2 separate regions of the Mus musculus genome follow, and region 1 is linked to region 2. The links are chromatin contacts, called in public HiChIP or PLAC-seq maps. All regions are on one chromosome and are shown on one strand. Each heading gives the region's core, a stretch centred on a gene start, on an enhancer-like site or on the middle of the called end of the contact. The rest is flanking DNA. Distances are from core to core; before and after follow the strand shown.

Region 1 (4,363 bases), core at 1,351-3,850, 70 kb after region 2:
AACACTGCTCCTATAATACATTCACGGACTCCTCAGAAGCACCATTCAGGCAGAGAGAGGCCTCTCAAACAGAAAGAAGCTGGGCAGGGCCTTCTGCGTGTCAGCAGACTGTGTGACAGACCAAATTTTCTAAGTTCCTCCTGGAGAACGTACCACTCAGAACCTGTAGCTTACATTATTGACTACCAGTAAAATTTAATATATCAAGAGACAGGACCATGAGATGTTTAAAACCAACAGGGGCAAGCTCAGGGGTGGAAATGTAATGAGAGATCAAAGTCCTTGCCTGACATGTAAAAGGCTCTGCACTGCATAAAGAATAAATATAAATAAAATTAGAAGCAGACCCTCTAGAGACCCAGTGAGTTATTTAAATACTTTTGAACACCTAAAGTTAATGAAAATCTATAAAACTGAAAATTGCACCAGGGAATTAAATCTATAAGAAGGAGATAGAAATTCTGAGTTGGTATCAGCTTACCTAGCATGCACAAAGCCATGGGTTTGATCAACACTACTAAAAATAAACAAATAAACCAAGTGAATGGGTATTAAGATTAATTCAGTAAGTAAATTTAGCTGGGAAGGGGGCTAGCAATGTGGATAGAAAAGTAGGAGCTGCTTTACAAAAACAAACAAACAAACAAAACACTGCAAGAGAAACAAGGAAACTCCACAGGGGAAAATCTACCATATATGGGATTAAAGTCTCAAAAGGAGAAGAAAGGCAGCACAGAGCAATATGTGAAGAAAGATATTGACCAAAAACATTTTAAAGTTGACAAAAGACATCAAGTGGCAACTTCTAGAAGCACCTCAAGGCCTACAAAGATAAACACGAAGGAAAAACCAAAGCACCTCGCAAAAACTGTTGGCCAGGCTGGGCATATAGCTCAATGTCAGAGCCCGTGCCTAGGATGCACGAAGCCCTGGGTTCAATCCCCAGCAATAAAAGACAGCCAAAGAAAACTGCTAGACACTGAGAACAAAAAAATCCTTAGAAAGATGTACAAACGGGAGAAGAACATTGAACTTCGGAAGATCAAAGATCCACAGCTCATTTACTCAAGAAGACACGTGAATGTTTTTAATTTATCATGAAGTTGAGCCTTACCAAAAATCAAAGGTTAAAAAAAAAAGACATCATCCCTTTCATCTAGGAGCTCAAACCTATTGCTAACAGAAACACAAATATAAACAGCATCTTCATAAAGCCTGCCAAGAGTTTTGTTAAGACATCAAAAAAGGAATGATACTTAGAGCAGGCAAAGTGAGGGGCATGAAACCCGCAGAACACTTGTGCATGTGATATTGTGAGACATACAGGAGTAGAAGCCCAGGAAAAACACAGAGGGGTGACACCAGACATCCCATCAAGCAATGACTTGTCTCTTGGGATTCAGTCCAGAGAGATATCAGAAAATAGAACCAAACAGCTGCAAACAGAGTTGACAGGAAATTGGGGCCCACCACTAGGAATTTTTAGCAAGGAAGGATCTTAACACAAAACATTCTATGGAACAGCTCCATGACAAATGAAATGTGCTCATAAGGAGAAATTGGTTTCTGCCCACTGGGCCAACTATAGAGTGGCACTATGAGGAGTGGCACTATGAGGAGGTGTGGCCTTATTGGAGTAGGTGTGGCCTTTGTTGCAGGAAGCACATCACATTGGGGCAGGCTTTAAGATCTCCTATGCTCAAGCTACATCCAGTGACACAGTCTCCTTCTGCTGCAAGATGTAGAACTTCTCCAGCACATCTGCCTGTACATCACCATGCTTCACACCATGATGATAATGGACTGAACCTCTGAAACTCAAGCCAGCCCCAATTAAATGTTTTCCTTTCTAAGAATTGCCTTGGTCATGGTGTATTTTCACAGCAATAAAACCCTACCTAAAGCAACAGCCATCTTATAGCCTTCTCCAGACAAGCAAGAGATGCTGTGGCCTGAACTAAGGCAGCAGAAATAGAAAAGGAAACACAAGACAGTGTTTTCTTGATATTATTTCAAGGTCAGCAGCAACAGACTCAGCAGCTATTGATCGTAGGCAACAAAAATATAAGAAAGTTCACTTGAATGTACAGACGATGTCACGATGGTGTTAGTGTATGTGTTGCTTAGAGACAATATCACAAGACCTGTGGAGTTAGAGCTGTCTATGGAACCTTTCAGAATGTCTGTATTAGAACTGGAAAGAATAGACTGGAGTTTTGGGATTGTATCAGCTGATCTCAAGCAGTGAGGGCCTCAGAGGGGAGGGACAACCTAGAGAGGGCTGGCGGAGCAATAACTGAGCAGAGATTGTTGACCTCGAAGTCAACGCATCTCAGTAAATGAAGATTATCCCAACGAAACAGTCTTGGGTTAACCATTCTGAGATCTGTGAAAATATTCTAATTGAAAAAAAATTCATTAGGGTGCTCATTAGACAGAAAAACCATTTGAGATGCAGATCTATTACCCTTCAGAGTTTATGTTTTCCTGAAGCCTTTTGCTAAGCTGAATCCCATTGTTTTTCTGCTTAGACAGCAGGAACACTAATGATGTGAGCTGTAGTTAAGAAGCATCTCCAAGTCCGCTGCCGGTTGAAAGTTTCAGAATGAATAATGCCAGAGGCACTGGAGGGGAGAGCTGGAAGGAGATGTGTGTGCTGTGCTTTTAAAAATAATGCACTTCACATAAAGAGAAACTATTTAAAACGAGGTAAAGGTTTCAAAATATTAATCACTAATTTTATAGTATACATATAACATATATATGTACATATACATATGCATATGCATATCCACGTGCTCTCTATCTGTACACATCAACTGGAGAGATCAGTTCCCTCTGAAGCAGTCAGTTTCCCTTCTGTCAGATATGACTCATGAGTAAGACTCCACCATCATCAGTGAGATCAGGAGTTTGGCTGCCCTTACATCCTTGCAGCATACTGTAGCTCAGATCACGAACAGCCATCTTCCTTCTGCAGCAGAAATAATCTCCCAGGGTTACACCGGATGTGATTTGAATTCTTGTGGTTTTTGGCCACTTGTAGCTTATTTCTTAAAAAGTCTATTGATCTACTTTCCAGAGAGGCAAACTTAGTTACAACTTTTTTCTCTTTTTGTCTTTAGAGATGACTTCCCCAAAATACTTTTCTACACCCTTAAAAATTAGCATCCTACTGAAGCACTCCATCATACATCTAACTAGACTATGAAATCATCCATAATTACTCAGCAACCCCCCATATAGTCAATTCTGTTCCATGGGGTAAAAAAACAATAGAAGGAATGAAATATGTAGGCAACAAGAGGCAGAAGTTATGTTTTAAGGAAACAACCAAAAATATCAAGAAGCTATAAGCAAGAGCTAAACTGGGCAGCATCAGGCATTAAGTGCTGTAGACTCATCTCTAAAGGAAGGATTCTCATGAATTGTGCAAATCCAGAAGTTTCCATAGAAGAGAAGCTTACTCTAAAACACTGGAGCATGTCTTTTTGTTTTTCTCTATTTTTGTTATGGAGATATTTGTGCTACATCTTGCTACCCAGCTGAGGAGCAGGGCCATAGGTTTGGTGTGTAGATGTCTTTGGGTCCACTGAAAATCCAGAACTTCATTGTGTATTGGAAATGGGATCAAAGCTTTAGTTCCCTCCACTCCCAAGTCCACATCTATGCATCTTGCACACACACACACACACACACACACATACACACACACACACACACACACACACAGAGAGAGAGAGAGAGACAGAGAGACAGAGAGACAGAGAGACAGAGAGACAGAGAGACAGAGACACACAGAGATAGACTGAACATATATACAGAGGAAACACAAGGAGGATTATTTCCCTGCAAGTCTAATGTCTTACATAAGCAGGATGCTTCAGCCTGGTGCAAGCCAATTAAAGCAAAATGGCAGCCTTATGGCCACTGGCACACCCAGCCCCTTGTTCACAGCTCTTCTAGCTATTCACAACTCGTCTTTCATTTAGCTTCTCCCTAGGTTCAGATCGTATGGTTTATCACTCAGCACACCATTTATTAAGCACCTACAGCGTACAAAGTACTCAGTGGAGAAGGATTTACATTAGTGTTGAGACTTGCCAAGACACCTGCAGTCAATTATGAACAGCAGACAAGAACATCTAAGTCTAGAAGGCCAGGTGACATGCTAGAGTTGTGTATGGACAATGTTACAGCATGGCATAAATAGTTAAGTCTGCAGGACTTTTTGCATATGGCTTACTAAGTTCAACACTTGCACGGGAGATGCTCATTAGTCAGCTCCTTAGTGCATAAAATTGAGAGTGGGGTGTACCCAAGGATTGCTTTGTAATCAGCAGGGGAGGGGCACTCACTCCGA
Region 2 (4,448 bases), core at 16-2,515:
TCACTTTCCTATTAGCCATAAGATAACTCTCAGGGGGCTTGGCAGGTCCACAAGCCCATCCAGATGACCAGCCAATGGCCAGTTAGGATCAAAACCCTAACCTGACTAACCACACACTGCAGAAGGCTGTGCAAGTCTGCTGTGTCTTGGTTACTTTTTTTTTAACTCATGTGAATAGCCACCATGACCAAGACAACTTATAAAAGAAAACATTTAATTTGGGGGTCATGGTTCCAGACGTCCTTGGCCACCATGGCAAGGAGCATAGCCAGTAGGCCAGCATGGTGCTGGAGCAGCTGGGGCTTACATCTTAGCCACAAGTTGGGGGCGCAGAGAAAGACTGAGCTTGTTGTAGGCTTTTGAAACCTCGAAGCACACCCTCTGTGACACACCTCCTCCAACAAGGTCACGCCTCCTAATCTTTTCCCAAACAGCTCTACCAAGCATTCAAATATACGAGCCTGTGAGCCTTTTTCAGTCAAGCCGCCACACTCTAATACCCTTTCTGAGGGCAGCCTGTTCCCTTCATAGGATGCCTGGGAAGTTCTGTTAACTGGCATGGCTGGTGACTGTGCTAGGCCTCTTTGTCACCACCCAGAGTGGTAGTTCACTGGATCCATGACAGAAACCAGGTTGTGATCTTGAAAGTTCTAGATGTACTCTGTCCCTGTCCGTACTTACAACTTCCTTAAATATCTCTCTGTCTGTGTCATCTGGCGTCTTGAAAGCCACCCACCACTGCCCTTTCTTTCTAGCATCCATTAGTCCTTCAGATGGCCAACTTCACAAGCGAAGCATTGCCTTGGACTCTGAGCTCAGACACCTCCACCCCTCTCTGGCTGTTTTCCTCTCCCAGAAACTCCGTTAAGAGCTGTGGTTCCTCTGGTACCCAAGCCAGGCTCGGGCCTGAGGGTCAGTGCACTGGCTTCCCCCAGCCAGGCTGCTCAGCCAGCATCTACTCTTATCTCCCCCCCACACCTACCTTTTCCCTCAGCCAATCTCCAGGGACTGGAGGGCAACTACTCACCACCAAACAGTCTTTGAAGACTCTCTTCAGGCCATAGGGGAATGACGCCCAGTCCCCACACTTATCTCTAGTGACCAGGTTGGGGGGGGGGGGGGAGGGGTCTTTACAAAGGAGAAAAGAACACAGCATTTTTGCTTAGTTTTCTAACACAATAATTGACATTTTCCTCCTCACCACCTAAGATGAAATCAGCCTTCCTGTCCTCAAAGAAACAGCTGCAGAGACAGGAAATGGCTGGCCAGAAGCCAAAGCAAATGAAAGCAAGTAGGAAAGCCATTCTGACTCAGGGTAACAACAAATGATCCCAGATGATGACAAACACACAATCATGTGTCACTTAACAGAGTGACATTCCGAGAAACATGTCTGGAGTTACTTCCACTTGCACAAACATCATTGCTTAGCCGAGTGCTCGCGGTGGGCTCCTGGTAGCATCGGGCACTAGAATAACACGAGCTGTGAATGCTAGTGATCAACATGACACCAGGCTCTGTCTCTAAGTGTAAGGAGTGCACTCCAAAATAACTATTGAAGTAGAGACGGTAGCTGTAAAACAAAAACAAACAAACAAAAAAAAGCAAGAGATTTATTTAAAGATTTATTTATTTATATTTCACATGTATTAGTGTTTTGCCTGCATGTGTGTCTGTTTATCATGTGTGTGCAGTTCTTAGAGAAGCTAGAAGAGGCCATCAGAGCCTTTGGGACTGGAGTTACAGAAGCTGTGAGCTGTGGGTGCTGGGAATAGAACCTAGGTCCTCTGAAAGAGCAGCAAGTGCTACTCACAGCAGAGCTATGTCTCTACCCTGTAGTAACAGAATTTTCTTAGCATTGTCTTGTGTTGGGGACTGTATGTAAGTGTACTGTGCGTGCTATTCTTTTATAGAATTAGGAGTGGGTGGGTTTGTCTGTGTCAGCACAGCCCTCCAAACACTAGAGAGATGCCTCTTATGGCAATGCCACTAGGTGATGTGACTGTTTTGTGACCCTTTTTCTGCATTTATTTGTTTATTCATTCATTCACTCAGTGTGTGTGTGTGTGTGTTTGTGTGTGTCTATTTGTGGGTGCACGTGGGCACAGGCATGCACACGCACATGCCACCCTGCATGTTTGGAGGTCAGAGAACTATCGGAAAGAGAGCAACTTCTCTCTTTCCATCATGATCAAATCACCTTTGACAACTAAGCCATCCCATGGCCTTCCTTCATAATCCTATTGTACTATGTTGTATATATTGACTATTGTTGAGTTATAACACCAGTATGTGTCTCTGTATCTCTCTGTGTACCTCTCTGTCTTTCTGTCTCTCTCCCTATGTCTCTCTCTCTCTCTTTCTCTCTCTCTCTCTCTCTCTCTCTCTCTCTGTGTGTGTGTGTGTGTGTGTGTGTGTGTGTGTGTGTCTGTATACCTCTCTCTGACTCTCTGTGTCTTTCTGTATATCTCTTTATATCCCTTCTGTCTCTGTGTCTCTCTATGCATCTCTGTCTCTCTGCCTTCCTCTCTTCTTCCCTTCTCCCCAGTCCTGCTTGTCCTCTGCCTACCCTTCCCTGATTCCCACTATCATTCTCTCACAGACACTCCCAGTTGTCCACGCCTCTTGTCTTCGGTGGGTTTGAAACCTTGACTTGCACGATTCCTTTCTGCTGGGCAGATCTGACTGGCCTCGCCCCTGGTCCTTCAGCTTCCCCTTCATCATCCTGGGATGAGTTAGTCCAGTGGGATGGAGTTAGGAAGAGTTAAGTAGCAGAGTTGACCTTCAAAACACAAGGTCTCCACAAGTCCCATCGTTGTAATTCCTTGGGGGGTTATTCTTGTAAGCTATCCTAGATATGAGAAAACTAATTTTCCTCCAGATGGAGAGCCTGTTGTACTCACAGATTATTAAACAAACCATTCTTCTGCTACTGAAAAAAACACATACCACATTTTCATATTCAAAATTCTCATATAGAATGGGATCTATTTGTGAATTGTCCATCTGTGCGCTGATCTATACAGCTGCCCCCTGCCTCTACACATAGATTTATGATGGTGCATTTAGTATCTCAGTACTCAGCCAAGCAGCTGCCCCTTCACTGTGTGGCTTCTTGCATATTTACTGGCTGCTCATGGGCTCTGTTCCTTCACATGAAATGTAAGATCATTGCATTAGTTGCTGAATCAAAAAATGTCTGCTTTAGAATTCTGGGTATTTCATTAACATCCTAAGACAGACATGACTTGTTACAATATATGGCCTGCCCATCCAAAGATTTAAGGTTTTCCACTCCATCAGACATCAGTTTAAATTCTATCATTGCTTCATATAAGTTCTATACTTTCTCTCAAATATTTAAAATGTTGTGGTATTACAAAAGAAATGTTTTCTTAGGTCAATTTCTAAAACTATCTTTTTAAGTGATTTTATTTATTCTTTAAGAAGCCTATACAATATGCTTTGATCATATCATTTCCTCTCCCCCAACTCCTCTCGGATCTACCCCCACCTCCCTACCCACCTCCCTACCCACCTCCCTACCCACCTCCCTACCCACCTCCCTACCCACCTCCCTACCCACCTCCCTACCCACCCAACTTCATGTCTTTTCTCTCTCTTAAACACACAAGCAGAGAGAGAGAGAGAGAGAGAGAGAGAGAGAGAGAAAGAGAGAGAGAGACATATTTGTGTAAGCTTAGACCTAGAATATGGTTGGTATACCTAGTGCCATTTCATTGAAGAATTTTCTCTCTTCTATCAGAATTTTCACTGATTTTTCTCTCTTCTGTCAGTTATTAATTGCCAATAGCTCCTTATCTAGTGAGGCTGTGTTTGCTTTCCCTCCCACGTGTTCAACTTTGAGTTGAATTTGTTCAAAGCCTCACAGTCTCTAAGTTCATAGGTGCAGCTGCCCTGTTGTATCTGGAAAATGCTATTTCCTTATAGTCATCTGTGCCACCACCTCTGGCACTTACCTCAATCCTTCCACCTCCTCATTGCATCGATCACTAAGCCTTGAGGGGAAGAGTTTGATAAAAAGCCCATTTAGGGCTGAGCACCCCAAAGTCTTTCATTCTTTGCACATTGTCCAGCTGTTGGCTGCTATGTTAATTTATCATGATTTGTAGGAATAAGCTTTTCTGATAAGGATATGGAGATACCCTGATCTATGAGTATAGAAATAATTAAATCATTAGGAGTCACTTATTACAATGTTCATTTAGCAGAATAGTTATAGTAGGTTTTCTCCTAGGGCCCATTACCAAGCTAATCTCAGATTCTTGGGCTCAGTAACAGTGCCAGGTGAGTTCCATCTCATGGACCTTAAATCCATCTCATTGACCTCTAAGGAGGTGACTCTCATAGTATTTATGGCACCATTACACCACCAGGCTTATCTTGCACCAATGGGCAGGTCGTTATCATGGCTAAAAGAGTTCACT

The links. HiChIP or PLAC-seq counts read pairs in DNA pulled down with a chosen protein or histone mark.
Region 1: a contact with region 2 is called in a BATF HiChIP or PLAC-seq map of CD8 T cells, with 17 read pairs. The contact joins two enhancer-like sites. A contact is called at or near these places in 1 of 15 datasets of contacts at CTCF or cohesin (CD8 T cells), 2 of 484 Hi-C or Micro-C datasets (nephron progenitors and regulatory T cells) and 2 of 115 datasets of contacts at active chromatin or transcription factors (CD8 T cells and microglia).

The regions. Positions count from the first base shown.
Region 1 is chr9:95,347,856-95,352,218 of GRCm38.p6, forward strand. No RefSeq gene overlaps it. Among named protein-coding and RNA genes, the nearest start is that of Gm32018, 39 kb to the left of the region's middle. Within about 2 kb of position 2,601, at least 19 of the 459 cell types and tissues checked have an H3K27ac peak or open chromatin away from gene starts, as enhancers often do. A contact at or near this core is called in CD8 T cells, where this site is marked.
Region 2 is chr9:95,278,811-95,283,258 of GRCm38.p6, forward strand. No RefSeq gene overlaps it. Among named protein-coding and RNA genes, the nearest start is that of Gm32018, 30 kb to the right of the region's middle. Within about 2 kb of position 1,266, at least 65 of the 459 cell types and tissues checked have an H3K27ac peak or open chromatin away from gene starts, as enhancers often do. A contact at or near this core is called in CD8 T cells, where this site is marked.